Regions from separate parts of the Mus musculus genome. Here regions 2, 3, 4, 5 and 6 are each linked to region 1. Evidence: chromatin contacts called from public ChIA-PET, HiChIP or PLAC-seq and promoter capture Hi-C data. All regions are on one chromosome and are shown on one strand. The core of a region is the stretch at or near the end of the contact, and the rest is flanking DNA. Distances in the headings are between cores, read along the strand shown. Region 1 holds the start of Sec22a (SEC22 homolog A, vesicle trafficking protein). Region 2 holds the start of E130310I04Rik (RIKEN cDNA E130310I04 gene). Region 3 overlaps Slc49a4 (solute carrier family 49 member 4). Region 4 has its middle 44 kb from the start of Gm25967. Region 5 overlaps Hspbap1 (Hspb associated protein 1). Region 6 holds the start of Parp14 (poly (ADP-ribose) polymerase family, member 14).

Region 1 (3,818 bases), core at 673-3,172:
GGTTTTCTTTCCTTTTGGTCATGCTAGGAAGCAACTTCCTGCCTTCAATGCCAATGTGGTGGTTTTTGAATAGCACGTTAGTGGAGTCATGTAACATGTGTTTTTGTGTCTGGCTTATTTTAGTCTTGTGGTGATTTGTATACAGTTGTTGATTGTCGTTCTTTTTCCTTAGACTGTGTGACTAGTCCACCACCTACTCATTCTATAGACATTTTAATACACATGAATACATTTCTGCTGGAACTTTATCTCAGAGTGGAATGCCCTGTTAAGTCATACTAAGAATTACCAAATACATAATTAGTTCAGATCTCCCCTCTGAGCCCTAGGCATACTTATCCCCAACTGCCTCTTGACATTCCCATTTATAGGTCTTCAAATTTAACATAGCCCACATGTTTGCTACACTTTGAGAATCCTAATGGCTTCTTAACCCATCTAGTTACCTAAGGCACCATGTTTAATAGTCTCCTTTATTTTGACCTGCTCCAGAAAATCAGTCCATTAAGACCCATGAACTCCACCTATGATTTATTAATATCTTGAAATTGTCCATCTCTTTCTGCCTCTACTGCCATTATCTTTGTTTAAGCCACCATCATTTGTGGCCTTGACCAATACAACTGCCTCCAAACTGGCCCATCAGTAACCCTTCTTGCTCCCTATCCATCCATCTCCATAAACAGCAAAATGAGCTTTAAAATATGTAAATCAGATCCTACTTAAGAATCTTTATTAGCTCTGTGAATTGATCTTAGGGTGTGTTGCTGAAGTCTGAACTGTATAAAGTAGCCAAAGAGAGTTAGACCTTGCCTCATCTCAGCCTAAACTTCTTGCCCCTACATACTTTCTGCTTTAGGCTTTTTATTGATGAAATTAACCATAGTGACCAAAGGCAACTGGGTGTGGAAAGGATTTATTTCATCTACGAAAAGAAGTGAGGGCAGGAGCTCAAGGCAGGGATCTGGACAGGAAGTGAGGCAGAAGTCATGGAGGAGTGCTGCTTACTAGCTTGCTCCCCATTGCTTGCTCAGCCTACTTTCTGGTACAACATAGAACTACCTGCACTGGGGTGAAGACCGCCCACATTGGGCGGGGCTCTCCTGTATCATCGTCAATCAAGGCAATATCCTACACACTTGCCCACTAGGCTAATTTTACAGAGGGTTTATCAAGATTCCTTCTTCTAGCTATGTGAAGGTTTCTGTCGAGTTGACAGAAACCAACCATCACGACTTCCTAGTACAGTTAAATGCTCACAAATCATGTTTCCAGGGTCTAGAACATTTTTAAGGGTCCCTTAATATACCTTGACCTTAAAAGGTACGTAATCATGGAGCTCTTCCCCGACAGTCCACAACTCATTCATCAATGTACCTATTAGTTTTTCTTCACAGTACCAGTCAAATGTACATTTCTGTAACAATTTACCTTAATGCCTTTTATTCCTATTACACCTTAAAAGGAGTGCTGTGGACATTCCTGTAAAACATGCTTAAGATGCTGCCGACCATTTAATTGACATTCAGCATATCCTTGTTTAATAATACTTAACCTCGTGAAGGCTGGGAGGAGCTACTGAGGCTTTTCTCTCTGTTTTGCTAAGTTTCTTTGTGTAGTGCCTGATGGAAGAAGATCCTTTCCCTGTTCACCAGAGAGAGCTTTTCCTCTGTCCCGAGTGGCGCACGAGAGACAAACTGCTTCCCGACACAAAGCAGCAGGTGAAGGAGATTAGCCTTATTTCCGAAGGACAGCATAATTCTCTTCTTAGAAGAGAAGGCAATCTCCTGGCGCAGGTGCAGGAAAACCTGCCAATCTCCGCCGGAGGAGGCGGGGATAGGGCGGGCCTCGGAAAGGGGCGGGTCTTTGGATGCTTCCCACGGCGTCCGATAGGCCCGTGCGAGCTCCGCCGGCGCCAGCCACGTTGGACGCGGGCATCCCCGCTGGAAGGCCACTCCCGGCCCCACAATGCACTGCGTGGCACGTCACTCCGAGCCGCGGGTCCCGGAGCGACAGGTATGGCCCGGCCCCTCTTTTCAGCTTCCTCTGGGTCTCCCGGAGCTCTGGCCGGCTGCTCGCGCCGCTCTCTCGGAGTTCCACCTCGGCTTGACCGGTAGTTGTCCGAGCCGGAGCTTGGTGGCGGTGGCCTCAGAGCTTAGGAGGACGGGCGTGCAGGGTCCGAGTCCCTGCGACCTAGGGCTGCGAGCCTCGCGGGCGGCGGTTGCTGTTTAGCAGGCCTGTCCTAGGATGGGCGGCTGGAGTAGGGGCTGCTGACGGGGAGGGACGGCCGTCCCGGGCTGCCAGCGAGCCGTAGTGTTGACTCCCTGGCTCCCGATGTCAGCAGCACACCGACTCACTCGGGCTGGTAGGTGGCCCGAGAGAGCTTGAGGTGGCATTCCTACTTTCTTTTGGGCGGGGTAGCTTGTACCCTGTGATTTGTGAAGTCTGAATGGGCGTTGCAGTTGGACATCTTACTCGTTGGCTCTGGGAAATCCCGTGAGGCCCTGTTTTAAAGGTGCTTTGCGACTCTCTGTGGCAGAAAAGAGACCTGAGAAATTGGCTCCACAAGTGGGGAGTCTCCTGCTGCTTAGCTTCCGGGATCACCATCACCTGGGGGCAGGTGGAACTCTTCAGAACCCGCCCCTCCTGTGCTTAACCCTGGGCAGAGCCTGGGTGTCCCGCCAGGCTACACGTGATAGAATCCCAGCGGATTAGTACAACCACCATTTTTTTAAAAAACGGAATCACATTCCATGTTACTGGTACCCACTCGTTTGCCAGTACCGTGAGAAGTCGGTTTCTTAAACAATACTTAGAACTTCTAGTGTGTAAAGGAAGACTTGAGAGCTGAACCTGACACCCGTAACCAAAAGTTACTAAAGGATCGGCCGTTTCCACTTAAGAAGATCACATCAGTTTAGTACTTGATTTTTAGAGACTGGGTAAAGTTTAAGTATATTTTAGTTTGGTGTATGAAAAGACACTAGCAAAGAGATACTTGCCACCTTCCTCTCCATGTAGTAACGAAGCCTGGGTATGTTTAGAGGCAGTGTCTTATAGAGTTATTAGAGTTAGTAACAACTTATTACTTACTAGGGGTTGAACAAATGACTTAAGCTTTTGGAACCTGTGTTTCTTCCAAAGCAAAGTGAAACAAATACCCAACCTTACCGGTTCCCGGAAGGTTCAAATGAGGTGTATGAAGTGGATCTTAAATTCAATTAAAAAAAAAAGATAGGTAACTCCTATAATATTCTGTCATATTGTACCTCTGGGCACTGTAGGCAGGTCATTATTAGAGCTTGCAGGGTTCGTAGTTGGGTGAAATGGATGGCTGCCTTTCTCCAGTCACTTGCATAGCAACTTGTAGCACTATGAACACTGACCAGTAGGGGTGAAGCATATGTGTGCCACAGCATAGGTATGCAGGTCAAAGGATAACCTAAGGTATTGGTTCTTGCCTTCCCACCTTGTTTGAGACAGGGTCTCTTGTTCACTGCAATATACCAGGTGATCTGTCCTCAGAGCTTCTGGGAACTCTTTGTGTCTCCAATTCCCATCTACCTGTAGGAGCCCTGGATTATAGATATCTCCTCATATAACCACGTCTCAATTTTTCTTGTGTTCTGGAAAGCCAAACTCCCGTCATCAGATGGCTTGCCCTACAAGTGTTACCATTCAGCCATCTTCCCAGCTTGCAAATGCTGTTTTTACAAGCTTGTTTGGTAGTGGGAGAGATGGCTCAGTGGTTAAGAGCTTTAGTTACTCTTGCAGAAGACTCTAGTACCCCCATAGCTGCTCACAACTATCTGCAACTC
Region 2 (3,634 bases), core at 293-2,792, 400 kb after region 1:
GGACAGTGCCTGACAAACAAGAGACTGGCTCGCTGGCTACGGCTGGACCCATGCTTCCTCGGAATTCTCCCAGGGCTCCCTGGAGACATGGCTGGCAGAATGGGAAATCCTTCCAGCTGCAAGAGTTTGTGCTCAGTAGAGGGTGGCTACTGCTGGGAAACCAGAGAACCTTGTCTGTGATGCTTCCCAACAGCCCGGCTTCCCTTTGCCCTCTTTGTGTTTGCCCACACCATGTCTGTCTGGGCTGGGCCTGCAGAGATGGCCAAGCACTGATCCTGAATCCAACAGCTACTGGCCTAAACTACGGCACACGCTTGGAAAGAGGCTCTAAGAGGCTGAGGCTGAGGCTGAATTCACGGTGCTGGTTAGTTTTAACTGTCAGTCTGATACAACCGTGAATCAACTGGGAAGAAAGCCTTAACAAGGAATTACACAGATCAGGTTGGCCTGTGGGTGTATCTATGGGGAATGTCTTGACTGTTATCTGAGGCAGGAAGACTCAGGCCATTGTGGCTGTAGATTCCCTAGGCAGGGCAAACCGGATAGTATGAGGGGAGTAAGCTAACTGAGAGCAAGAGAGCACACCGCGATGCATTTGGTCTCTCGGCTCTTGGCCATGAATGTGAAATGACTAGCGACCTGAGTTCTAGCCTAGCCTAGCCCTGAGATGGTGGACTGTAAGCCAGAATTGTGAGCCAATCCACTCTTTTCTCCCTATGTTGCTTTTAGTCAGGGTGCATTATCAGAGCAAGCCGGAACACTCACTAGTCATGGACAAAGCCACAGGAGAGTCCCACAACCCTGTGCATCCAGACAGGGTTCCGTCCTTTCTATGCTGTCAGGCAGAATGAGACCAAGCTAGTGTCATGCTTACACTGGTAAGCCGGGAATCTCTAAGGCGTATCTCCAGCCCTTCCAAATCACATCAGCTTTAAACTCAGAATGTAGTTGGTGTAGGTTGGGTTCTTGATACTTTGTTTTTCTCCCTTAGAGTTAGGAGGAGGCCTGTTATTCTTGTGTTGGGTGAGTGACATTAAAGAATCCATCTGGATCCCCTGCTCCTCCCTCATCCTCTCCCAGGTCACACAGAACAGCCCAGAAGGCGCAGGCGCAGGCCCAGGCCAGGCTGCAAACCTCATTCTTATGCTGCTTCTTAAAATACAATAATTAGCCTCGGAAATAGCTAAGTATCCCTCACTTAAACCAACTTGGGGGGGGGGAAGGGCTAGCTTTTGTTGATTTGAAAATGAGACTCTTGAGTGATCTGAAAAGAAGGCAGCTCTTCAGAGAATATGCCACAAGAGACTTCTGCAGCTAAGGAGCACAAGTCACTTTTAAGTGGCCTTATTTAGTCGGCCCATCAAGTGGATGCGTTTCAAGTGCTTGAAAACTGTCCAGAATAGGTGGAACAATATCTACTTTATCTCATTTGTGTTTATATCTACTTAATAAACCCCAATCAGATAATATGCAGATGTCCCTGGAGACACACAGGTAAATCAGGTTAATCCTGGTTTACTTTGGCCTAAGTCTAAATTCATGGGCTTTGAATGGATGTAGCTGTGCTGTGGCCATCAATACGAGTCCTCATTTTATTGAGCGATTCTATTCTTAGCTCTGGGGTGGGGGAGGCAGACAGAGAGCCTGCTCCCCATTCCATTCCCCTCCTAGGACGGCATTTAACATGTTGCTCCTGCCAGCTGGCAGGCAGCCACACCGATGGCCCTGTCAGCACCGGCAGTGGAGAATGAGAAACTCAACCATAAAAGGTCAGAACTGCAGCTCCCGCAGTGGGGCTGGGGGAAGGGGAGTGTGGCACGGCCCGGGGTGGCCCCGATTGGGGTAGGGGGCACTGGTTTCAGAAAGGCAGTTTAAAGTTGTTGACCCCACACAGGGGCAGATAGATGGGAAGGCTGAGGAAGAGGTTTCTCTGTCTTAGAGAGATTCTTCACTCTTTAGCCATCCACAGGCCATGGGCACATCTGGAGGGCAGGCTTTTGAGAGTCTGAAATGAGTTCTTCCCTTAGTTTCCCTTCTGCATGGCTGGAGACATACCTATCCACTTTGGGCCTAAGGTGAGGATAGGAGATAAAGATGGAGAAGGAAGACTGGGACCAAAGTTAGGGACCACAGAGTGACAGCACTAAGAGAGCCTCTGAGTCCTCTCCAACTGCCAACTTCATGCTTGGGACATTCCTCAGATCCCCGCTGTGGCTCATGAATCCTTTCTAACACTCTTTTGTTCTGTAGGTGTGAGCCCTGCTGTGAAGTTGGGGACTAGTCTTCACACTGAACCCAAAGGAGCCCCTTTGTCTAATTGAAACCCTGTAAGCTTGAAAGCCAAGATTGACTGGAAAACCTACTCAAATCTAATGTGTATGCAATTAAATACCAGGCCAAAGTCTTTCAGGAGCCCCATATATGGAGGCCCACACAGGCATACAACACAGTCTACTGTCCCCCTAGCTGCACCTTCTTGTGTCCCTCTACTGTACTATATGCATCTGCCACAAGGGGAACCATGACCGAGGGAAAACAGTGAGCATCACCCATGGGAGGAAGCCACATAGAAAGCGATTTAGATGTGTCAGAAGACAGATCGGAACGTAAAAACAGTTACTAGGAAAGAAGGCAACACCAAATCTTGAGACTCGGTCTAAATAGGGGTTCAGCTTACTGGGAACTCAGAGATATAGAAAGGGGAAGAACTTAGGGTTAGCAATCACAGTGACCTTAGAGAAACAGTCTCTCTAGACCAAGCAACATGGGATTAAGGGGCAGGTAGCTGCAGAGGGCCAGAGGCCAAGGGGTGAGGCTGCTCTGCCACCGGGTTAGCCCAGGGGCTGGGGCACAGAAAGCAGAGCACTGCAGGAAGGCCAATCGATGCAGGGGGTGGGGGTGGGGTAATGCCTGTGCTGTTGGAACAAGCGGGGGATGAAAAGCTGAGTGAGCTGAGGATGGTGGAGTCCTGAGAACCTGGGAACTGGACCAAAGAAAAGAACCCTCCTCAAGGTACAGGAGCCATTGATGGCATGGTGTACAGGTACCTGGAGGTCTGGAGGCCACCAAGTTCAGAGGAGTCTAATGCCTCGTAGTTCTCAGTGAAGCTAGAGGCCTAAGGGCTTTGTGTGTGTCCTGGGAGTGGGGAGGGGGCAGGGGGATGGCAACGGGGAACGTGTCTCCAGAGAAGGATAAAAGTTCTGAAGGTCACTGATACCTCCGTCTAGGGGCACCAGAGCATAGCCTGGAGTGTGTACATGATGCAGTCTCCGTGCTCCGACCCCTGAAAGTAAGAGGAAGTGGCCTTGATCCCAGGTGGGGATTTGCAGGCTTGAATCAGATGTCCCCCCACAAGTTCTTGCTTCCTAGTTGGTGGTTGTTTGAGGAGAATTAGGAGGTGTGGACTAGCTAGAGGAAGTATGTCCCTGGAGGGAGACTTTAAGGTTTCAAAAGATGTGAGCTGTCTCAAGTTGGTCCTGTCTGCTGTTTGTCTGTAGGTTGAGATGAGAGCTCTTGGTGCTGCTCCAGTGCGGTGGTGCCTGCCTGCCGCCATGCTCCCCACCGTGATGGTGATGGACCCTTATCCCTCTAGGAACATAAGCCCCAAATCAACCCAGCCTTCTCTAAGCTGTCT
Region 3 (4,062 bases), core at 804-3,303, 330 kb before region 1:
AGAGGACACTTAAAAAATAATTAGCAGTCTAACAAGCTAACATATAAGACGATCAATTTTCCCCCTTGAATTAATAGATTGATTTTTTTTCAACCAAAGTCAAGGTATATCAAATTGATGAAAATTTATTAACAACATCGATTAAATATTCTACCTGAAAATCTGGTAATACCTCACACCCACCACTTAGCCTCCAGACCGGCAGTGTGCAGACTGTCCGGTCGCCGCCAGGATGCCTTTTGTTAGGAATGCAGAGTAGCTTATGCAGGTGATGCTTTGCAGATGCCGCAAAAATGCTTACAACTGCTGTTTGTCTTATTTTATTTTTTGTCTTGCAGAGTTGTCTTGGTTCAACTGGTGCCTTCCTGGGTCGTGTCTGCTCAGTCTCCTTCTGATTCTGTGCTTCAGGGAATCCTATGACAGACTCTACCTTGACGTGGTCGTCTCGGTTTAAGAAGACAGACTTGTAGGACTTTAAAGGGACCGTACTTTAGTAGTGCACCTTTGCTTGGGTGCACATGCAATGGGAGAAAAGGCGAAGAAAGAGATTTCTTTCAGAGGTTCTGTTAAGTTACAGAGTCTCACATTAATTTAATGACTACTAGGTAATAATAGTGCAGGACGTGAGTGTCGTGAGGATGTGAAAACTCTGTGGACAGCACAGCTGTGTTGGCGGCACTCTTGTGTGGAGCTGTGACAGCTCACACAGGACGCACTGCCCGAGTTGGTCACCCCCATGTGCACTGTACCCGTGCTGACCCACTGATGAGCTGAACTACGGCAAGAAGCATGGGTGGTCCTATGAAGATGACCCCTCCCAGGCACACAGCAGAGGGATGGGACTCACGCCGCTAACTTCTGAAGACATCAGAACCCTGCGTCAGACTTTAATTACAAAATAGCAGAGCTGTATACCAGTGATAGAAGTTAGTCCTGTGTACACTACATGTTTTTCTAATAAAGCCATTTCTTATATGACTCCTTACTTTTAACCAGGTTGGAAGCCTTTCACTGTCCTTGGGAACAGGCCCTGGCTCCTTCCCACCCACCCTTGTTTCTGTGAGTATGGCGTCAGTCACGCCAGCAAGGTAACGAAATGCCTGATAGGGTTGCATTAACTGTTGTGTGAAAAGCGTAACTCTGTTATGATTTAGCACTTTGTTAAAAATGAACTGAGAACCACATGAAGCATGTGTGTCTTCAGACGTGTGTGGCACACGTGTAAAGTCCAGCACCCACTGTAACTTACCAGGTTAGATTGTAGTCAGATGAGCCCCCACTTGAAAAGAACAGTGTATAACTTTGAAGGTTTGAAGATCTGTGCGTGATTTCTGAATTGCACCTGTGTATTTTAACTTAGATTGTAATATACTCAGTTCTAAATGAAGTCATTGTATTTGATTGGACAGATTTTTGCCAATACCTATTTCTTTCTATAAATAATGGATTTTTAAAAAAAACAAAAACAAAAACATACTCATTGCATGGCTCCTGGACCCGTCTTTCAGGAGGTCATAAACTGACTGTGGCGGGCCTGTGACACTGACCACTGGTGTTCCGTAGCTCCTCTTAGACAGAACCTTCCCTAAGCTTCCAGAGCCGCAGCAACTCCATTGCCAGCCAGTTCTCCTTACAGCCCAGTCTCGTGCAGGCATCAGCAGCTCCTGGTAGCCCGGGTGGACAGGCTGCGCAGTACTGACTTCTGCTCACCCGTGTGTACCATTGCACACCTGCAGACGCACCTCTCACCAGAAATTCACGATGTACCAACTTACCCGGGTCTTGAAGGAGGGTTCTGGGATTGCCCAGTATCTTCTGAGGCTCAAAATTGTGAAGTCAGAGGGGGAAAGTCCTCAGAGTTAACACCAGTCTTTAGTCACCTCTGTGTCGATTCCAGTTCTAACCAGTCTGCTTCCTTAGCATGGGAGGAAGGGAGGGAGGGAGGGAGGGAGGAAGGAAGGATGAATTAGCTCTGCTTACTTCATCCTCATCTTTCTTAAAGTGAAACCGAAGGTAGAATTCTGAAGGTGACAGGAAGCTAGTCACTAAGGACATGCAAAATAGCCACCACCCCCTCCCATTTGAGGAGGAGAGAGGAAGCAGAGGGGAGGAGTGTGGAGAGTGTTGGGTGGTGTTACATAAAATCTGCTATACAGCTTCCCATGAGGAACACTTTAATTCATGGTTAATTCTACTTTTACCACAAAGTACAGACTAATACTTTAAAAATAGGACCTAAAAATAGCTAATCACTTGAAGACATTTCCAGTCCATTGTATCAGTCACCTGTCTCAACTGTGTGGCTTCCCCTCCAGCAAACAACTGCTCTACCCATGCATTGCAGCTTTTCTTAGTGATGAAAACTTCACAGGGGCAGGCAGCCAGTGGGCCTGAAGGAAAGGGAAGGACAGGGCATTATGTGTCTTTGCTGGATAATCCTGTGCCAACCTGACACAAACCAGTATCCTCCGAAAGGAAGGAATCTCAACTGAGAAAAAATGCTTCCATAAGCTCCAGGTGAAGGGTATTTTCTTAATTAGTGATTGATAGGGGAGGGCCCAGCCCACTGTGGGTGGGGACGCCCTTGGGCTGATGATCCTGGGTTCTATAAGAAAGCAGGCTGAGCAAACCAGAGGGAGCAATCCAGTAAGCAGCACTCCTCCATGGCTTCTGCATCGGCTCCTGCCTCCAGGTTTCTGCCCTGTTTGAGTTCCTGTCCAAAACTTCCTTTGGTGATGAACAGCAATGTGCAAGTGTAAGCTGAATAAACCCTTTCCTCCCCAACTTGTCTTTTGGTCACGGTGTTCCGTTGCAGCAATAGAAACCCTAAGACAAGTTGGTACAAGAAGTGAGGTATGGCTGTGACCACCTGACCGTGCTTTGGGAAAGATTACTGAAGGACTTGGGAACTTTGGACTAGAAAAGCCATTGAGTGTTGAGAGCTCAGTGAGCTGCTCTGTAGGAGCTTGGAAGATAAGAGTATTGGGAGCAGTGCAGAAGATGGAGGCCTGCCTTGTGAAGTTTCAAAGGGAAATTTAAATACTCAACGGGTCTGTTTGCTATATGAATTCTGTCGTCCAGTCAGCCGGGGCGGAAGAGTCAGCACTGATTAATGAGAGACCCCACAGTACCTGAATGCCTCAAATCCTCATATTTCTCATCAACACATACTAGGTTTGCCCTTGTTTCATACTGGAAGAAGCCTTAGCCCTCCACCAATCCAAGCTCTGTATGGAGAATGTATAGAGATGGCCCCAAAGAAGTAAATGCCTTTGGATCGTCAAGTCCTCTGTAGTATCTGCTTATCGCCTCCACACACCGCTAAGGTATTTTAAACCATGTTCTAGGATCCTTGAATTACCCAGTACAACATGTAAATAGCTATGCTGTTTGGTTAGGAAGTAAGAAAAAAGTCTGTACATGCTCATTTCAATTGTACTATTGTCCAAAAATCTCAAATCTGCAGTGGATTGAGTCCAAAGATGCAGAAGTGGCAGGGCACTATGGTGACAAGGACGTGTCTTTTCTAAAATCTCAAACTCATGCCTTTTCCCCAAGCCTCACAGTATTATAGCTCAATTTAAAATACTTAGGGTATTCATGAAGATTCTCGAGTCCAGAAGGGAGGGGCTGGTGGTACATAGACCGCCACCGAGTGTAAGAAGGGCAGGGTCTGACCCGCATCGATTAGTTCTTGTGTCAAGTTTAAAGTGCGTGGTATCGCAGGTGCCGTAGCGCCCCCCTCCAGTCTTTACCTCACCAGGATCTTATGCAAAGGTTCTGATGAATAATTCAGTCCTCATAAATGAACACGAGGCATTATTAATTGGTGAGGACATATTCCCGTATAAGCTCCCTGTGGCTTGTCAATTAATACTTTACAGTTCATGGGAAGAAGTGTTTTTAATATGATCCATGGCAGAGATGTAGGAACAAGATAATTACACAGATGTATTTCCCTGGAAGAAGGAACTGACAAGAGGGGATCAAGTACACATGTAATTTTGCATATTTAAATTCGTGTGGCCTAAGGGCCAGGTCTTACTCTGGATCATATATTCA
Region 4 (3,791 bases), core at 1,142-3,641, 310 kb before region 1:
TTCTTCATATTGTGGTGACCCCCAACCATAAAATTATTTTCATTGCTACTTTATAACTAATTCCATATGTTTATGAACCATAATGTAAATATCTAATATACAGGATATCTGATATGTGACCCCAGTGAAGGGGTCATTTGACACCCAAAGGGGGCATGACCCACAGGTTGAGAACCACTGTTCTAGGAGGTAAGTTAGTGGCCAGCGCTCTCTTCCACACTAGCCCACACAGTTTAACAGCTTTATTGGGGGTATGTTTTCTTTTAAGATAGAGTATCATGTAACTCAGGTTTGCCTTAAGTGGTATGTGTCTGAGGTGGCCATGAAATTCTGGCTTACCTGCCTCAACCTACCCAGTGCTGGAATTACAGATCCGTGCCGCCATACTAAGCTATGGCTTTGCATATTTAAGGTGTGAAGTAAACTTGTATACATGCACACCATGAAGCCATCATCACCATAGAGATAATGAAATTCCCATCATCCTCCTTTCTTCCCTTCTCCCCTCCATCCCCATCTTCCCGCCCAGGCAATCGTGGGTTGGGTTCTAGCACTGTAACTTGGCTCCATTTTTCTGGAATCATATATAAATGGAATCCTATTGTATATACTATTAACATTTACCTTTCTTTTACTCAGCATAGGTGTTTTCATATCCATAATACCTGTATTGGCGGTTTACTCATTTTTATTACTGATTTCCATATTATTCCATTCAAAGGATGAACCACAGCGTTTTCTTCCAGTCACCTATTGACAGATACTTACCCCATGCGTAGTTTTTCACTCTAACAAATGAAACTGTTTTGAACATTCGTGTAAGTGTTTGGGTGAGCATATGCTTTTATCCCCTCTTGGATAGACACTGTGAGACCCTAAAATGTGATACCCCCAAAATACATTTCTTTGTCATTGAGCAAAATGGCCATTCTGAGAAACTGCAGACAGCACTAACTCTGAGAAGATGACAGTTCTTAGAGAAATTTATATCTAAAAAGGAAATTCATGCTTGTAAACTCGATAGACCCTCTTTTTGTTTGTTTTGAGTTTTTTGTTTGGTTTGTTTGGTTTGGTTTTTGAGACGGGGTTTCTCTGCGAAACTGTAGCTATTATGGAACTCACTCGGTCGACCCCACTGGTCGCATACTCACAGAGATCCACCTGCCTCTGCTTACCAAGTGCTGGGATTAAGGAGTGCCTCACCCCCCCCCCCCCACCACCACCACCACTATGATAGATCCCCTTCTGAGGAGCAGAGTTCACTTTACAGAAAAAGGACACTGAGGGAGAGGTGGTCTGAGAGCTCCCAGAAGCAGATGTTACCTCAGGTGGCAGTTTCTTCATCTGAAGGACAGATATGCCTTGCTCTCTGAGTGCCTGATAAGCTCAGCCGTCCCTCCCGAAGCCACGCCCCTTTTCTCCCAAAACCACTCCCTCTCCTTTGTTTAGCTCTGTGGACATAAGTAAGCTTCACTCTCTAGCCCTTCTTTGAGTCTTGTACTCTACATCTGGCTTTGTGTTTCTGCAAATTAATATTTGTTACTTTCTATTTTCCTGTTAATCTGTCTATTGGCAGCTTAATTAGTTCATACACTAAGATAATTGAAGCTTCGCAGTGAAAGGAGCAAGTTTAAAACTTCCCCATAATGCCTCCACGTGGAATGGCCCCTGTGCAGTAATTGCCATAGCGCTTCCCAGAGTGGTTGCTTCATTTTGTAATGGAGGCTTAGAGGCTGCTTTCCCGAAAGCCGGGATTCTTCACTGGACTCAGAGATTCCTGATGGGGGACAAAAAAAAAAAACAGGATAAAACTTGGCATCTTTGTCTTCACTTTGTGTCTGTCCCCTTAATGACCCTACACTTGGGTTGGAGTCCTGCTTGATGCACAGTAGGTGTGTTAGTCTTAAGAAGTGTTTGTCTGAAAATGGACGACACAAGGTTAATCAGCCCTAAATCTACCCAACCTCTCTCTCCTCTCTCCCTCAAGTGTGGAAGAGGCCAGGGAAAGAGCTAAGATGGTTTCAGATTTACAGCGATTTAACAATCAACACTGTCAACTGTCAAGTTTTGTTAACAGCCTGTTCCAGACGGTGGGGGCATTGCTAGAAGTTACTAGTCATTGTCCTGAGCCTTTGAAAACTGTGACCGACCCATGAGGAGCCTATCTCCCAAAGGGGTTTGAGCACTCGAAGATAGCAACTGAGCCTGCCCTACTAAACCAGAGCAATCATTTCGTGGTGGAAACCAGATTATCTGATACAAACAGTGAGTAAGGTGCCATCTCACCAAGCCCGACTAAAGATAATGACAATCCAGACCGCAGTCTGACCAAGACTGCTTGCCTGTGCACACTCTTGGCTCCTACCCTCACTATTATGCATCTTAATCTTTGAGCCCCAAGTCCCTCCAGGCAGGCTTGCGGGTGCAGCTGCCCTTGTCTTCCCACACAGCTGTACTGATAAAAACTCCCTTCCTGTCTTCTTCACCACTTGTCACCCTGGTTGTTTGGGTCTCTTTGGATTAAGATCTTAGGACAGTTGGAAGAGTCTAGTTCTTTAGGACCCCTCAAGCTGAGGCCCTTGCCCTATGACCCGTAACAATGTCATATTTACCTGCAGTGTGGGAGAGTCACATCAGCACCCTCACCATGCTCTCTCACCATGGGGAGTTTTGTTTTGTTTTGCAGTGCTGGGGTGGGGTGGGGGTGGGGGAGCCTGTCCACATTCAGCCTGGGCCTTTTTCTCTTTCGCTGTTTTGACAGGAAACTGTGACTCCTTGTAGTTTAGCTTGCATTTCTCATAGCCAGCATCATCTCTGCATGCGCTTATTCTCAGACCCCCATCTCCTCGGGGAAAGGTCTCCCGGTTTAGTTTGTTTGATTTTGTTGGTTTTGGCTTGTCTTTTTTTTTTTTTTGGTAGAGTTTTATTTCTTGTTTGTTTGTTTGTTTGTTTTGTTTTTGCCTTACTGTTTTTGTTTATTTGTTTTGATTTTGGGGGTCTTTGGGGAGGGAGGGAGAGAGGGAGGGAGGGAGAGAACATAAAGTTTTGTGTGGATAGGGAGGTGGAAAGAAGCTGGGGTATGGGAAAAAATATGTTCCAAATGTATTGTAAAACATTATTTAATTTTTAAAAAGTCTCTTTGAGTCTTTCCTTGTGTTTTATTATGCTCTTTTTTATTTGGATCTTAATAGTTATATATTCTGGATTTATATTTTCTCCTAGACTGTGTATTATCTTTCTTATTATTTGGGGGATTTTTTTTAAGTGTGTGTGTGGATGTGTGCAGGCACTTACACATGCATGTGGAGATCAGAGGACAGCTCTTTGGTGTATGTTTGTCCCATCTACCCTTAGTTGTGTTTGGGGGTCAGCAGGCTCATGTAGCAGGTGCCTTTACCAACTGACCACTGTACTCATCCAAGTGTGTTTGTTTACATCTGTTTGTCAATACTGAATCTGTGCTTTTGGTACCATGTTAGGTCTTTGCTTTACCCAAGGACTGTGCATTCCACTTCACTGCTAGAGTGACCGGACAATGCTCATGGAGAGACAAAACACAGAAGTGCTAGGCTATGTTCTTTCCTTGACACCATAAGAGTGCAGGGCTCATGGGACAGGGAGGCAGAACGTAACTAAGCTAGAAGTTCCAGCCTGTGTTTCTCCAGGTGAGAAACGCACAGGCTGAGGCTGAAGCTGTGGTTCTCATATTCCTGGGTACCCAGACTCCCCTGGGATAAGAACTGGGAGGGGGGAGGGCTGAGTGAGCTGGGGCAAGGGACAATCAGCTTAGC
Region 5 (3,886 bases), core at 1,141-3,640, 420 kb before region 1:
CCCTGCCTCAGCCTTGTAAATACTTGGGTTGCAGGTGGGAGGCGCCACACCTATTAACATAATTTAAGTGATTTTTTTTTCATATTAAAATTTAAGGTTGGTAAATAATTTTTAATGCTAATAATAAAGTTTTAATTAAAAAAACTTTCTAACTCCTGTAATTTAAAATAGTGAAAATTTTGGAACGTAACACTTAGGTAGTCAATCAAAAAGGTAGACATTGATTTTTACTCATTTCAAAAATAAAAGACACAACTGGGTGGCACATGACTGTAATCCCAGCATTTGGGAGCTGACCAGCCTGGGCTGTACACTAAGCTCCAGGCTAGTCTGAGTTATATATCAAGAGTCTATAGAAGTGATAAAACAGAGATCCATGCTCACTCTTGGTTTCAATGCATTTGTGAACAGTTAGGAGATACCAAACTATGATGTTCTGAGTGCTCAGATTTCAGAGTTTGAGGTGTAGATATAGCCCAACTAGAACAGTGCCTGATTCACATTTCATTCTATTTATCCCCCACCCCCAAACATATGGTGGCACGATTATAATCCTAGCACTCTGTCTGGAAGAAGCAGCAAGTTCAAGGCCATTCTTGGGTACATAGAGTATTTGAAGCTAGCCTGGGCTATGTGAGACTTTATTTCAAAATTACAGAAATTTAACTTTGGAAAGAATAGTGTACTACTGCTTCATTTATTCTATCTTCCCTCTCCCTCTGTCTGTCTGTCAGTCAGTCAGCCAGCCAGTCAGTCTGTCAATCTGTCTATCTTAGTTAGCATAACTATTGCTGGGTTAATCTGGCTTACACTTTTACAGCACTGTCCATCACTGAAGGAAGTCAGGACAGGAACTCAAACTGGGCAGGAACCTGGAGGCAAGAGCTGATGCAGAGGCAATGGAAGGATGCTGCTTACTGGCTTGCTTATTATGGCTTACTTATTATGGCTTACTTAGCCTGCTTCCTTATATAACCCTGGACCACCAGCCAAGGGATGGCACCACACACAATGGCCTGGGCCCTCTCCCATCAATCACTAATTAAGAAATGGCTTACAGCTGGATGTTAGGGAGGTATGTTTCTCAATTTAGGTTTCCTTCTATCAGATAACCTTAGTTTGTGTGTCAAGTTGACATAGACTAGCCAGCACACTATCTACTTATCATCCTCTCTGTCTCTGTCTCTCTCCCTCCCTCCCTATCTATCTACCTTCCTCGGTCTATCTCTTTCCCTCTCTCCTTTCATCTCTCTGTCTTGCTCCTTCCCAGGGCCTTTTACATGTGGATAACCATTCCACCAAAGAGTTACTGTTCCAGCAGGGGAATTTCTAGTGAAAGACATACTAGTATGGAAAGTTAGGAAAGCATTCCACATTGACTCTGATACTCAGACATATATCTATGATTCTCAAAATTTTTCATGAAGAATCTCAATTCCTTTGCCATCCAACCTTCCAGGTTAATTAAAAAAAAAGGACTTAGGAAGGGCTCACAGAAGAACTTGGGTAATGTGTGTCTGTCCCAGTGTAAGGCTCTCGGTATTCCTTTTCTCTTCCTTCCTTCCTTCCTTCCTTTCTTTCTTTTCTTTTCTTTTCTTTTTTTTTTTTTTTTTTTTTTTTGACAGGGTCTCTCTACATAGTCCTCTGTCCTGGACTGAGGTCACAGAGATCCTCCTGTAAGGCTCATTTTTAAAGACAAAGCAAACTGTGCCCACACCCTGGAATCTGTCTCTAAGCCCTTGGTGATGTGAACAGCTCACAGCCCTCAGCAGGTGCACCTAAGAACCTTGGCCTTTGCACGGGATGAGAGCCATGTGGGTGTTTGGAGGAACGGTGGGCAAGCTGGGTGGGACCAGAAATACATTTCTGTCTTTCTTCAGCTGGCTATTTCTGTTTTGTTTTCATTTCTTTTTGTTGGTAACTTTACACACACAGATCAGAGGGCTACACACAGATCAGAGAGCTCTACTTGCCTCAAGGGCTGTTGGATTGGTGTGAAAATACTACTCAGAAAGTTCTTTAAAGTTAGGTCTTTATCATAAGCAACATTCAATATCTGAAATGAGCAAAGCTTCAGACAAAAGTCGGTCTACCCTTTATAGGTACCTGACTGATGCCTCGTTTATATTGTTACCTGAAAGACGGTGTGTCAACAGAACAGCCCCCTTGGGGGCTACCAGCTAGATTGTCACCATGGCAGGGAGGCCACACAAATACACCCTACCCCCCAAGTCACTTCAAGAACACTCCATCCCAGTTGCAAGGAACACTATAGCCACCAATGCCACAACTGCTTCAGCTATAGACAAACTTGCCCTGGGTTTATAAGACTTCACTTCAGCCATGACAGGCCTTGGTGAACTCTAGATGACCCTACCTATCCTTCAGCAAGTCTCACTCAGGATAGGGGGGAAGGGCCTCCCCAGTGACTCCACAATAGACCTGTGGCACTTGTGGACGGTGTGATGCATCCATGCAAAAGCTCAGCTCTGCACTCACAGAGAGAAGAAAGTTTATTCTGGAGGCAAAACAACCAGCAACAGACTCAGTCCACTCCAGGCACCATGTATGCCTACTGTATGGGTGGTCACACGGCAGCTTATCAGTTACAGAATAGAGGAAGTCATACATCAACGCACTAACCAAGCTCAGTGGTGGGAATCACAGGTAGGCGGGGCAAATTGGCAAAGCAAGTGCTGCTGTGTGTTTTATATATCATCTAACATTCTTAGCCTCAGAGAACTGGACGTTAGTGATTTGCTAAGAATACATCATAAAGGTTTTGACAATCACAAGAATGTCAGACACAAGCCGGGCGGTGGTGGCGCACGCCTTTAATCCCAGCACTTGGGAGGCAGAGGCAGGTGGATTTCTGAGTTCGAGGCCAGCCTGGTCTACAGAGTGAGTTCCAGGACAGCCAGGGCTACACAGAGAAACCCTGTCTCGAAAAACCAGTCACAGGGGTGGGCAATGAATGGTTTTCAAAGGGATTAAAAAAATAGCCCAGGGTAATTTGGTTCTGGTCTGCAACATTTTAACTCTCCATAACTTCAGTCATTTCATGTATAATTTATTTTTCCTTTTGGTGTGTATATGTGTTTAGTGTACATACACAGGTATGTTTGTGTGTTCATGTGTGTGGTATACATGTACAAATGTGTATGTACATGTGGGGGCTTGAGGTTGATAGTAGGTGTCTTTACTGGTATCTCTACCTAATTGATAGAGGGAGGGCCTCTCAGTGGCACCCATGGCTCATTGACTTGATGGCCTAGCCAGCAGCTTGCCCTGGGGATCTCTGCCTCTACCCCAAGGGCTGAGATTACAGGCTGCCCAGCCCTGTTTTCACATGTGTTCTGAACATGTGAACTCCCATTTTCATGCCTGCACAGGAAGCCCTTTATCCACTGAGCTATCTCCCCAGCCCCATCTTGTACAAACTTCAGCAGAGGTGCGGTTTTTTTTTTTTTTCCTCCTCCTTCTTCTTCTTTCTTTCTAGAAACTCAATCCATAGTACATATGTGAGACTTCTGACTGGTGCACCTAGAAGCTGCACACAAGCCAGCCACTCCCCTCTTCTGGCTACAAAACAGAAGCAGGCTGGTTTCAGTCTTAGCAGGTCAGTCTGAAAAGTGTCCCTCCCGAATAAAGATAGTTCCTTTTCAGCTGCAACATCAGATCTCAGTCAAAGTCTCTTCTAAATGGTATTTTGGTGACCAGTGACACGAGTGGTCAACACTATGAGCAGATGAAACATGGGGTTTAGCTCTAAGGCATCCAGTCACAGCTGAGGCCAGGTGACTAGAGAGTGGCTCTGAGGTTGTAAGTCTTCAAGCCCCCCAATGCCTTAAGCCCTCAGCTCACTCAGCCTGCAGCTTAAAGGAGG
Region 6 (3,961 bases), core at 1,310-3,809, 510 kb before region 1:
ATTTTGCCTGCATGTATGTCTGTGCATCATATGTGTGAAGTGTCCGCAGAAGCTGTAAGTTTTACTGGATTTCCTGGAACTGGAGTTACAGGTGGTTGGAGTTACTATGCAGGAGCTGGGAGTCGAACCTGGGTCCTCTGGAAGAGTAGCCTGTTCTCTTAACTGCTGAGCCAGCTCTCCAGCCTCTGAAGTAGCAATTTTTTTTAAAGATTTATTTATTTATTATATGTAAGTACACTGTAGCTGTCTTCAGACACTCCAGAAGAGGGAGTCAGATCTTGTTACAGATGGTTGTGAGCCACCACGTGGTTGCTGGGATTTGAACTCCGGACCTTCGGAAGAGCAGTTGGGTGCTCTTACCCACTGAGCCTTCTCACCAGCCCTGAAGTAGCAATTTTTAAAATCAAGCATTCTAACATGGTACGATCCAAAGATAGACTAACTTGTCATGTTGACAAATGACAGCAGGAACATATTAAAAGTCTGCTTTCTATTACTAAGACATTAAGTTTTTTTTTTTTTAAGAACAGAAACATTGTATACATTAAAAACTGTGATCCATATCATAGTCTCTCATCTGAGCTGAGTGTTTCAGAGAGTGTTTACTGGTATTGTCTGGTGTGAAGATTTTATATGTGCAAAAGTGCACATGTGTGCTCAGAACACAGGCTTCAGTGGTGCCAGGAGATAGCACCGGTAAGCAACGGAATGCTATGTAGTTGATTTTGATTTAATTTTTGGTTATTGTGCCTTCAGAAGCCTTTCAGCGTTACCAAGATTTTCTCAAGTCTCACACTGGGTTGTGCGATCGGTCTGATTACCATCTACAGAGAAATGGGACCTATCTGTAAAAAACCGTTAAAATTGCCTAGATACTCCCACCTCCAGCCCCGGTTCACGGCTTTCATTTACAATGCCTAGCTGCTGGCGCCTGGGATGTCCTGGCTGACACCACCAATATCTCCCACATCCCTCTTTGTACCAACATTTGCCCATATCGAGAACTTTTCTGTTTTCAAAAATATTTAACTCCAAGAAACAAAATATCAACTTTCTGAGCCCAAACCCCCATCCCTCACCCGGCTGCTTGACTCCTGGGTCTTCCTGTCCATTCAAAGTTTTGGAAAGATCTGGGAAAAAAAAAATTGCCAGGCGGTGGTGGCACATGCCTTTAATCCCAGCACCACTGGGAGGCAGAGGCAGTTCGAGGCCAGCCTGGTCTACAAAGTGAGTTCCAGGACAGCCAGGGCTATACAGAGAAACCCTGTCTAGAAAAAAAAAAAAAAAAGGGGGGGGGGAGGGGGGAAGCTCTGAGTGCTGCCTCGGCTTCCTTCCTTTTTTTCAGACCTCGGTCCTCTTCAGACTCCCCATCGTCCCTGTTCTCCATCAGATAGTGTTACCAGGGGCCCCGAGGGGGTCACCATACTCTAGCCCTGGACCGGCAAAGCCTGCTTTAATGCGTATCCCAAATATTCGCTCATCACGCGTTAAGGATATACAGATTCCCAGTCTCTTCTTATCCCGGTCACAGTAGGCGCACCTCACTCCTGTTGCTTGGACCACTCCTGGATGAACTGTTCATATCTTTCGGCCAATCTTGTCTCCAAAGGCAGCTTAGAGGCCATCACGTTCTTCCTAGGAGGGGGAATGGGGGAGGCGGGTGTCGGAGCCCCAAGAGCCCTAGACCAGTAGCGGGACCAGAGCCCTCTCCTGAGCACCCAGGTCAGCCTGGCTTTCTCTCACTCCTGTCGAACTCAGCCACCATGCAGCAGCCTAAGTTATTTTGTGTAAGTGAACCACAAAGCCCCAGAGACCCACCATCTAAGGTCATTTCTTAGTAGTTCTTAGGCTCTCGGGTAGCACGTCCCTTGCCCAGAAGTGCTACCTGATCTTTCCATAATTGGGCTGGGAGCCCATGCTCTTCTGCTCCAACACCTGTGTATTTCTCCCTAGAGTTGTCGACCGTCTCCTGTGTCCCCATACCTGTGTCCCTCCGTTGAACACCCAGAAAGCATGGACGCCAGCACGCGTTCCTCAATACTGGGAGTTTGTAAACACAAAGTATGCACAGATGAGAAAACAGAATTCTGAAGCAGGAAAGTCAGGTCAGATGCCCTCGGGTGGTCCCCCAAGTGAGCAGGGAGCATCCTGAGAGGATCGTTTTCCTTCTCTTATACAGCGTGGGTTTTCAGGTATGCAGAAACTATCCTAGTGATGGAGCAGGGCTCAGCTGTAGCTCAGGTGGAGTGCGGGCGGGGCCCAGCTCTGGAGCTGCTAAGGAGGTGGCCTGGAGGCTAGAGCTCGGGTGGAGGATTGACTGGCTTCTGTTGAGAGCAGGAGAACAAAGTGCCTGGGGGTGGGTGGGTGGTAGCTCTGTGTGTGTGTGTGTGTGTGTGTGTGTTGTTGTTGTTGTTGTTGTTGTTGTTGTTGTTGTTGCACTATTCCAATCCTGGGATAGCGAGGTGAAGATAGAAACTAAGGACGGGGAGGGATTTCCAGGAAATGAAAGCGAAAGAAGTTATCTCAATGTTAAAACTCTGAGCAGTTTTGGACGACCCAGCAGTCGCCGCTTCCTAGTTCAGTCAGGATGGCAGCGTCGGGTTCCTTCCCGCTGCTGGTCGAGGGCTCTTGGGGCCCCGACCCCCCAAAGAACTTGATCAACAAGTTGCAAGTGTACTTCCAGAGCCGGAAGAAATCCGGAGGAGGGGAGTGCGAGGTCGTCCCGGAGCCGGGGAACCCAGCACGCTTCCGGGTGCTCTTCTCCCCGGAGGATGGTGAGGGGCGCGAAGGTCGGGGAGGGTCGCCTCGCGCGGGGTTTGGGACCATGGGTGCCAGGTCTAGCCCTCGGCTGCAGCTCGTTCGGTGCGGGAGATCCTGGAGGCAGAATCTGCGTGGCGAGCGCAACCGGGAGTGGCGTTCCCCTTGCTTTCCCAGTCGCTCCCTGAAGCAATCTGTGGACCTTCCCGTGTTCGTTTGTTTGTTGTTTGGTTGTGAGCCTAGCCTTTCACGGCTGAGCCATCTCTCCAGCCCTTGTTTGTTGTTTTAACTGTCCTGTTTTTATTATTCAGGTGGGGCAGGAAAAGAATTAAGAAACGGGAGGAGTCCAGGGTCCGCTAGCACCGCAGGGTTCTTAGGGAGATGAGCTTGAGAAGTGAAAAGCCCTAGAGCTCTTGTGCCTCAGTGGAGGAGGGAGGGACAGGGCAGGGGTGGGTAATGGGTGGTGGTGTCTTGTTCCTACCTCGTCCTTCAGCCCCAAGATGATCTGAGGTGGCTGTAAGCTTGGAACCCAGGTTGGGATAGGGACTGGGGGTGTTCCCTCATCTCTGGAAGGTTCCTGAACAGTTAAGCAGTTGAATGTTCCCCACCTCTATTGGCCTTCTGCAAAGGAGGCCCAGCCTTCATTTCTCGCTCAGGTGGGTGAATGGAAGTCCCAGATCTGTGACTTCTGGAAAGCCACCATGTGTTAATATCAGAGATTTTGCAGACCAGGGTCATCCTCAGAGTGCAGGATGGAGGGAACATTTGGGCCAGAGGAGAGGAAAGGAGGCTGAGGAGACCGGGCAGTGGGCAAGGTAACAGCCCAGCAAAGACCCAAGAAGGAAAAAAAAAAAAAAAAATGAAAACAAGAGAAAGGTGTAACACAGGGTTTCAGGAAGCCTGGGTAGGAGGGCACAAGAGACCTGCTTAGCTCTGATCCCTTCCGGAAAACACAGGTTTGATTTCACAAGGGAGCCCTCAATGGGCAGCTAGCTAGTAAAGTGAGAATCTCATTTTTCACTTTTCCTAGATCAGTGATTCTCAACCTTCCTAATGCTGCAGACCTTTAACACAGTTCCTCAGGTTGAGGTGACCCCAACCACAAAATTATTTTTGTTGCTACTTCATAACTGTAATTTTGCTTACTATTATGAACCAGAACCTAATCCCCAGGAAAAGATCATTAGATCCTAAGGGGTTGTGA

What was found. Promoter capture Hi-C pulls out the DNA fragments that hold promoters and counts their contacts. ChIA-PET counts read pairs in DNA pulled down with a chosen protein or histone mark. HiChIP or PLAC-seq counts read pairs in DNA pulled down with a chosen protein or histone mark. Capture Hi-C pulls out chosen DNA fragments and counts their contacts.
Region 2: a contact with region 1 is called in a promoter capture Hi-C map of stem cell-derived epiblast-like cells, with 4 times the contacts expected there. The contact joins the promoter of E130310I04Rik here to the promoter of Sec22a in region 1. A contact is called at or near these places in 3 of 39 promoter capture datasets (the C10 cell line, pre-B cells and stem cell-derived epiblast-like cells) and 1 of 9 other capture datasets (liver).
Region 3: an RNA polymerase II ChIA-PET map of effector CD8 T cells shows a contact between it and region 1, with 6 read pairs. The contact joins the enhancer-like site here to the promoter of Sec22a in region 1. A contact is called at or near these places in 3 of 39 promoter capture datasets (embryonic stem cells, hippocampal neurons and liver), 3 of 484 Hi-C or Micro-C datasets (embryonic stem cells, regulatory T cells and stem cell-derived motor neurons) and 2 of 115 datasets of contacts at active chromatin or transcription factors (effector CD8 T cells and embryonic stem cells).
Region 4: a promoter capture Hi-C map of the HPC-7 cell line shows a contact between it and region 1, with 2.2 times the contacts expected there. The contact joins the enhancer-like site here to the promoter of Sec22a in region 1. A contact is called at or near these places in 2 of 39 promoter capture datasets (the HPC-7 cell line and liver), 1 of 115 datasets of contacts at active chromatin or transcription factors (embryonic hindbrain) and 2 of 9 other capture datasets (adipose tissue and embryonic stem cells).
Region 5: an H3K27ac HiChIP or PLAC-seq map of embryonic stem cells shows a contact between it and region 1, with 4 times the contacts expected there. The contact joins the enhancer-like site here to the promoter of Sec22a in region 1. A contact is called at or near these places in 1 of 39 promoter capture datasets (pre-B cells), 1 of 484 Hi-C or Micro-C datasets (CD4 T cells) and 7 of 115 datasets of contacts at active chromatin or transcription factors (the NIH/3T3 cell line, embryonic forebrain, embryonic midbrain and 4 more).
Region 6: a contact with region 1 is called in a promoter capture Hi-C map of liver, with 2.6 times the contacts expected there. The contact joins the promoter of Parp14 here to the promoter of Sec22a in region 1. A contact is called at or near these places in 2 of 39 promoter capture datasets (hippocampal neurons and pre-B cells), 2 of 484 Hi-C or Micro-C datasets (both in embryonic stem cells), 4 of 115 datasets of contacts at active chromatin or transcription factors (the 230-238 cell line, astrocytes, embryonic forebrain and 1 more) and 1 of 9 other capture datasets (liver).

The regions. Positions count from the first base shown.
Region 1 is chr16:35,362,022-35,365,839 of GRCm38.p6, reverse strand. Sec22a (SEC22 homolog A, vesicle trafficking protein) reads left to right here and starts at 1,922. Exons shown (of 7, transcript NM_133704.4): 1 at 1,922-2,016.
Region 2 is chr16:34,956,902-34,960,535 of GRCm38.p6, reverse strand. E130310I04Rik (RIKEN cDNA E130310I04 gene) reads left to right here and starts at 1,542. Exons shown (of 4, transcript NR_045723.1): 1 at 1,542-1,769. All of the region lies in intron 21 of Mylk (myosin, light polypeptide kinase), which reads right to left.
Region 3 is chr16:35,694,297-35,698,358 of GRCm38.p6, reverse strand. Slc49a4 (solute carrier family 49 member 4) reads left to right here. Exons shown (of 9, transcript NM_153550.4): 9 at 339-4,062. The coding sequence ends at 454. Among named protein-coding and RNA genes, the nearest start is that of Gm25967, 26 kb to the left of the region's middle. Within about 2 kb of position 2,053, at least 33 of the 459 cell types and tissues checked have an H3K27ac peak or open chromatin away from gene starts, as enhancers often do. A contact at or near this core is called in effector CD8 T cells and regulatory T cells, where this site is marked.
Region 4 is chr16:35,676,296-35,680,086 of GRCm38.p6, reverse strand. No RefSeq gene overlaps it. Among named protein-coding and RNA genes, the nearest start is that of Gm25967, 44 kb to the left of the region's middle. Within about 2 kb of position 2,391, at least 12 of the 459 cell types and tissues checked have an H3K27ac peak or open chromatin away from gene starts, as enhancers often do. A contact at or near this core is called in the HPC-7 cell line, where this site is marked.
Region 5 is chr16:35,783,070-35,786,955 of GRCm38.p6, reverse strand. All of the region lies in intron 1 of Hspbap1 (Hspb associated protein 1), which reads right to left. Among named protein-coding and RNA genes, the nearest start is that of Hspbap1, 15 kb to the right of the region's middle. Within about 2 kb of position 2,390, at least 16 of the 459 cell types and tissues checked have an H3K27ac peak or open chromatin away from gene starts, as enhancers often do. A contact at or near this core is called in embryonic stem cells, where this site is marked.
Region 6 is chr16:35,869,980-35,873,940 of GRCm38.p6, reverse strand. Parp14 (poly (ADP-ribose) polymerase family, member 14) reads left to right here and starts at 2,559. Exons shown (of 17, transcript NM_001039530.3): 1 at 2,559-2,774. The coding sequence starts at 2,588.